2 separate regions of the Ovis aries genome follow, and region 2 is linked to region 1. Evidence: chromatin contacts called from public Hi-C data. All regions are on one chromosome and are shown on one strand. Each heading gives the region's core, a stretch centred on a gene start, on an enhancer-like site or on the middle of the called end of the contact. The rest is flanking DNA. Distances are from core to core; before and after follow the strand shown. Region 1 overlaps CDYL (chromodomain Y like). Region 2 overlaps LOC105603900 (a long non-coding RNA gene).

The links. Hi-C and Micro-C count contacts between places; a contact is called where the count stands out from the background.
Region 2: a contact with region 1 is called in a Hi-C map of hypothalamus, with 1.7 times the contacts expected there. The contact joins two enhancer-like sites. A contact is called at or near these places in 3 of 16 Hi-C or Micro-C datasets (hypothalamus, muscle and tail adipose tissue).

Annotation. Positions count from the first base shown.
Region 1 is chr20:48,736,134-48,738,833 of ARS-UI_Ramb_v3.0, reverse strand. All of the region lies in intron 2 of CDYL (chromodomain Y like), which reads left to right. Among named protein-coding and RNA genes, the nearest start is that of RPP40, 50 kb to the right of the region's middle. Within about 2 kb of position 1,428, at least 8 of the 54 cell types and tissues checked have an H3K27ac peak or open chromatin away from gene starts, as enhancers often do. A contact at or near this core is called in hypothalamus, where this site is marked.
Region 2 is chr20:48,951,557-48,954,256 of ARS-UI_Ramb_v3.0, reverse strand. All of the region lies in intron 3 of LOC105603900 (a long non-coding RNA gene), which reads right to left. Among named protein-coding and RNA genes, the nearest start is that of CDYL, 130 kb to the right of the region's middle. Within about 2 kb of position 1,411, at least 14 of the 54 cell types and tissues checked have an H3K27ac peak or open chromatin away from gene starts, as enhancers often do. A contact at or near this core is called in hypothalamus, where this site is marked.

The DNA.
Region 1 (2,700 bases), core at 179-2,678:
AGGAAGCGCAGCCCAAGCTTTCTCACGATGGGCGTTGGGTTCACAGGTGCTCAGATTGTTCCTGATGGACCAGTCACGTTGCAGCAAGCCTTCGAGCAGCACCTGCTGTGCGTCAGTGTCCCCCGTGAAGACCGCCCAGAGCCAGCCTGTGAACCGTAAATCCGGAGAGCCCAGTGGGCCGGGACTGTGAGGGGAGGCGCTGGAGGAGAGCCGTGTACAGTGGTTGATAAAGGGCTCCTTGCGCGTGTTGTGGAAGCCAGCGGTGAGAAGGCTCACAGCCTGTCTACCTTTAGTTCATGTCCGCTGGAAAAGTTTTCTCTCAATGAACTGAGCATGCAGATTACGTGATCGGAATAAAATGATAGGCTTTTACATTGTTGAATAGGACTGGGTTCAGTGAGAGTGTAGCTAACAGTGCTTTGAAAAGTCAGACTCGGTAAAGGAGGGCTGAGGCTTCTGTCGACTCTGTTGCCGGCTCTCTGGCTTTAGATCACAGAGGGATGGCCGCGACTGTCCAGGACGCCCAGGCCCTCCTCTTCAGGCCCTCTTCTTCTTCCGGCCGTCTGGGCCGCCTCGCCTCCCGTCTGCGCACCGGGTCAGCCTTTGCCCGTAGCATGGACGCAGCCTCCAGGCAGATGGCTGGTGAGTCGGCGGGCTCACTGTGTCCACCTCGGTCCTCGCTGCCCGAAGTCCGCTGTCTAAACCGGTCGTGTGGTGGGTTTTGTTCCGTTTTCTGGGTCTCATGGGCCAGTGAGGAAATCCAGAGACCGATTCTCTTATGGTTGGAGCACATTTCATTTTAGAAATACACTTTCTGAAGCAGTGAATTTTAACAGGTCAACAGTACCTGTTTGAGGGTATCTCTTTTGCTCTTAGGATGTTTTAAAATAAAACTTTTTTCAGGGGCAACACTAAAGCGTGGGTTTTCCTGGCTGGACTTCACGCCAGTGCCTCCTAGGAAAGCGGCTGGTGGTCTCGGCACCCGCCCCCCCCAGGAGCTGTTGGCTCCTGCATCTCCGTCAGTCGGGGCTCAGGTCTGAGGCAGGCCGCGTGTCGCACGGTCTATGCCGTGGGAGCAGCTTTGCCCGGGTCTCGGCGTCTGCCTCTTCACTGAGTCCTGAGCCTCGGCTTCTGCTCTGCGGTGCGGCTTTCCGGTCCCCGCTTGTCCTGATGCCGGGTGGCCCTCAGACCCTCCCCTCGGAGCGGAGGGGGCTGGGCTGAGGTGTCAGGGTTCCCTCCGCTTGTTTGTTCGGTCAGCGGTGACCACGTGTTCTGAGCACTGGGGGCGCATCAGTGGGCTCGATAGAGGGGACCCTGCCCTTAGGAGCTTGGCGGCATCCAGCCACGATTTGTTAGTAAGAGTCAGATGAGACAGAGCTGGGGTGAGGACTGAAAACACCAGAATGGGCCGGCACATGGATGGTGCCAGGAGGGGCCATGGACGTGGGTCCAAGAGGAGGCGGCGGTGCAGCTGCTGTTGAGATAAGCAGAAGAAAGCAGCTGTCAGAACTCCAGGCCCAGAACGTTCCAGGCAGAGGGAAGAGCGAGTCCAGAGGCCCCAGGGGAGCACGGGCCGGGCACAGATGTCAAGAGGGAGGTGGCCCCGGGCTGGCGCCTGTGCGCCCAAGGTCAGCCCTGCTGTGAGCACTTCTCCACCCAAAGAGGGCCCAGCCACGAGGGCCCTGGGGTGGGCAGCAGAGGGTCCCTGGGGTGGAGGGCGCTCAAGCCCCTGGCAAGATTGCAGGGCCCGTGATGTCCGCCGAGAGCCAGCACGGTGTCAACAGGGAGGTGAAGGCCAGTTCAGCAGGGCTGGTCACACGAGCCAGCAGGAGTCCACGTCTGAACATGCAGAACCACGGAGAGCTCCGTGGGACCTGCCGCCTCAGAGGCGCAGAGCTTGCTGCCAAGCTCGCGTGTCCAGGCTGGTGGACCTGTAGCCTGAAAGTCCCGCCTCTGTGGACGGGGGTCTCCGGGGGGCCCTTGGAGACGTGAGGAGCAGGGTGGGGTGGGCAGGCCGGCCCTGCGCCAGTTAACAGCTCGGGTCCTGACAGCCTGGCTGCTGTGCCCCCTGCACGGGTGAGCCGCGGGCGTCCGCCCCTCTGGGCGGTGTGGCGCCCGCGCCGTCCACTCGCCTCCCTTCCGTCAGCTCGTCCCCAGCACTCACACCCCTTAACACTGCACTGTAACAAGTGCAGGATAGGCTGAAGGTTAAAGCAGAAGGGTACCTGACGGCTTCCTCGGTAAGACCCCAGCAGTGCCCCCTCGCTAGTGACCGCTGGTCAAACGCTCTCCCGTTAGAAATACTCGGCTTCTGAGTGCGTCAGCAGCTGACCCTGCAGGTTCACCGGCACATTGGAAGGCACAGCACAGCCCCGGGTATGCGCTGCGGCTTCAGTGGTAACATCCGAGGGTCGCTGGTGAAAAGCACTACAGACCATCCGTTCAGGGGACTGCTGAGCAGCCTCGGAAAAGCGCAGGGAGGCTGAGCTGAGGATGGACGCCGGCGCCTGAGATGCCGTCGGGTGCGGGCGAGCGAGGCAGGGCGCTGGGGCTCGTGCGTCACTGCGGGTCTGTCCGTGGCAGATGGGAAGGCGGCGCTCGTGTGGCATTTGCTGCTGTGTGTGGAGCCTGTCCCCGAGGAGACCTGGAAACCAGACTCCACGACTGGGGTGGTGATGGGTCCCAGGCTGGCGGCGGGGC
Region 2 (2,700 bases), core at 162-2,661, 220 kb before region 1:
TCCCTGCCTCTCCACCAAGGACAGGACACGGACGAGGCATAGCACACAGGACTCAAACGCCTTTTGGGTGAGCCAAGTCTGAATATAGACATAACGATGTCCAAAAGTGAGAGTGAATGTCGCTCAGTCGTGTCTGGTTCTTTGTGACCCCCTGGACTATACAGTCCATGGAATTCTCCAGGCGAGAATACTGGAGTGGGTAGCCTATCCCTTCTCCAGGGGATCTTCCCAACCCAGGGATCGAACCCAGGTCTCCCGCATTGCAGGCGGATTCTTTACCAGCTGAGCCACCAGGAAGCCCCTGATGCCAAGGTCGGGCTCAGATGTTGTCTCTCCCGTGAAGCCTCCTGGGATGTGCGGCAGAGAAACACCCCGTCTCTGCACAGGGGAATCTCCCACACCTTCCTGTAGCACTGGTTCATCCTTCCTTCCTCTCGGGCTCATCTCCCCACTCCACTGTGAATATCTGTGGGCAGGATCTGACTCTTTTTCTTGGTCCCCAGCCCTCGGTTAAGGCATTTTGGATTTGATGGCGTCTCTCCATGGACCACACTGGCCTGCCTGCAGAGCTAATCCCTGCCATTGGCATCGTCGGCTCTAGGCTCCGCCGGTGGAAGCCAACCATTCACAGGAAATCCAGGATGAAAGCAGCAGAGCTCTTTGTTCCAGCCCTATTTCTGCAGAAGACGGTTGCCCTTGGCTAAGCAGGAGGCAGTCTTCAGAGAGCTGACTCACCTGCTTGACAGGTCTGTCTCAGAAATGTTTGACTTGATGCTTTGCTCTTGGTGTGAGTCTCAGAAACGTTTGACTTGATGCTTTGCTCTTGGTGTGAAAGAAGCCTGGCTCTACTTTGCAGCGGGAGGTGGCAGGCTCATGAAATGAGTGTTTGCCTGTTTCTGACGGCTTCCCTGGAGGCTGGCTGGGCAAGCTCCCACGGGGTGATGAAATGGTGATGATCCGGTGCACCATGAAGGCTGCAGAGCTCCCGACACGCTGCTCGAGGAGGCGCCCACGCAGGCAGAAAGCCGCTGCGAGAGAGACGGAAACCCCGAGCTGTAGGCTCAGAAGTTTCCTCACTAACCACGCAGGCCGGGGCGAGCTACAGAGAGGCGCTTTGCCGCTGAGAAACTTGGATAGAAGAGGAAAAAGCAGATCTTCCCAAAGGCTCCGACCTCGGCAAAGCCCTGCGTTTGTTTTTATTGCTGCCAGGACAAATCACCGCACATTGAGTAGCTTGAAACCACACCTTTCCTCATTTCACAGCTCTGCGGCTCCGCAGTCTGTGCGGCTCGGCTCCACTGGGCCCCCTTTCAGAGGCTGCGGGCTGGAATCAGCAAAGCTGCAGTCCCGATCAGGGCTCTGAGTGGAGAGTCTGCGGCCAAGCTCGCTCAGGCTGCTGGCCAGGTGGTTGTGCAAGTGGGGCCCCTGCTCTATTGCTGGCTGTCAGCTGGGGGCAGCCTTAGCTCCCAGAGGCCTCCCTGGAATCCTGGCACAAGGCTCTGACTTCTCAGAACCAGCAAAGGAGCCCTGAATCCCTCCCGGGACTCGAATCTCCCTGACTCCCCTTTCTGCTGCCTTCCCTCTAACTCCATCCAGAGAAAGGTCCTTGCTTTTTTAAGGGCTCAGGTAATTAGATGGATAATCACGGCCTTCCCTGGTGACTCAGCTGGTAAAGAATCGGCCTGCAATGCAGGAGACCTGGGTTCGATCCCTGGATTGGGAAGGTCCCCTGGAGAAGGGAAAGGCTACCCACTCCAGTATTCTGGCCTGGAGAATTCCATGGACAGAGGGGCCTGGTGGGCTATGGTCCACGAGGTCACAACAACAAGTCGGACGTGACTGAGCGGCTAACATGTATATGGGCACTGTGGCCCAGCCAAAGTGACATGTAAAATTAAATATCACAGCTTCTGATTAGGACGTCCTCTTTCCCGTCATTGTCAAAGGCTTCGGGACCGCTGGCTTTCCTCCCCTCTCTGTGACTGTCCCACTTCTTGGTCCATTCGAGCCCTTCCGCCCCCAGGCCTGGCTGAAGGAGGCCCAGGCTCCTCTGCTCGCTATGCTGAGCACAGACATTCAGGCTTACTTTGCGGGCATGGTTTTCCCAACCGATCATGACAGAAACAAACCAGGTGTAAGAAAAACTACAAATGAGAAGGTTCAAGGCTTAGAAAATTATGCTTTCTTCCCATCCAGCACCCAGGTACTGATCTCCTTTCTGAGATGGAAATTGGAAATGTCAGGCTTTTTTGTCTATATATATACTGTTGAAAGTAGATCTCACCCAACCCCTGGTCTTTGAACACCTGAAGTTCCAGCAAAGCGAAATAGAAGGCTCTTGCAAAGGCCTTTAATCTGAAGAGGATTGTTTGCATTTCTGAGGAAGTTTTAACTCTCTGCTCTGGCCCTATTTTTCAAGAAGGAATATTCCCTTGGGCATAGCCTCCCTGGAGGCTTATCCTTAGAGAGGAATTTATAAGATCTTCAGAACACTGTGTAACCATTTCAAAAAGCCCAAGTGGCCAAGGTTTTTAACTGGGCAGGGAATAAAAAGTTATATTTTCCCTCCTTCCTCCTCTTCTACCTCTCATTTCCGTGGTGGTAAAGTGTCTGCCTTCAACGTGGGAGACCTGGGTTCAATCCCTGGGTCGGAAAGATCCCCTGGAGAAGGAAATGGTAACCCACTCCAATACGCTTGCT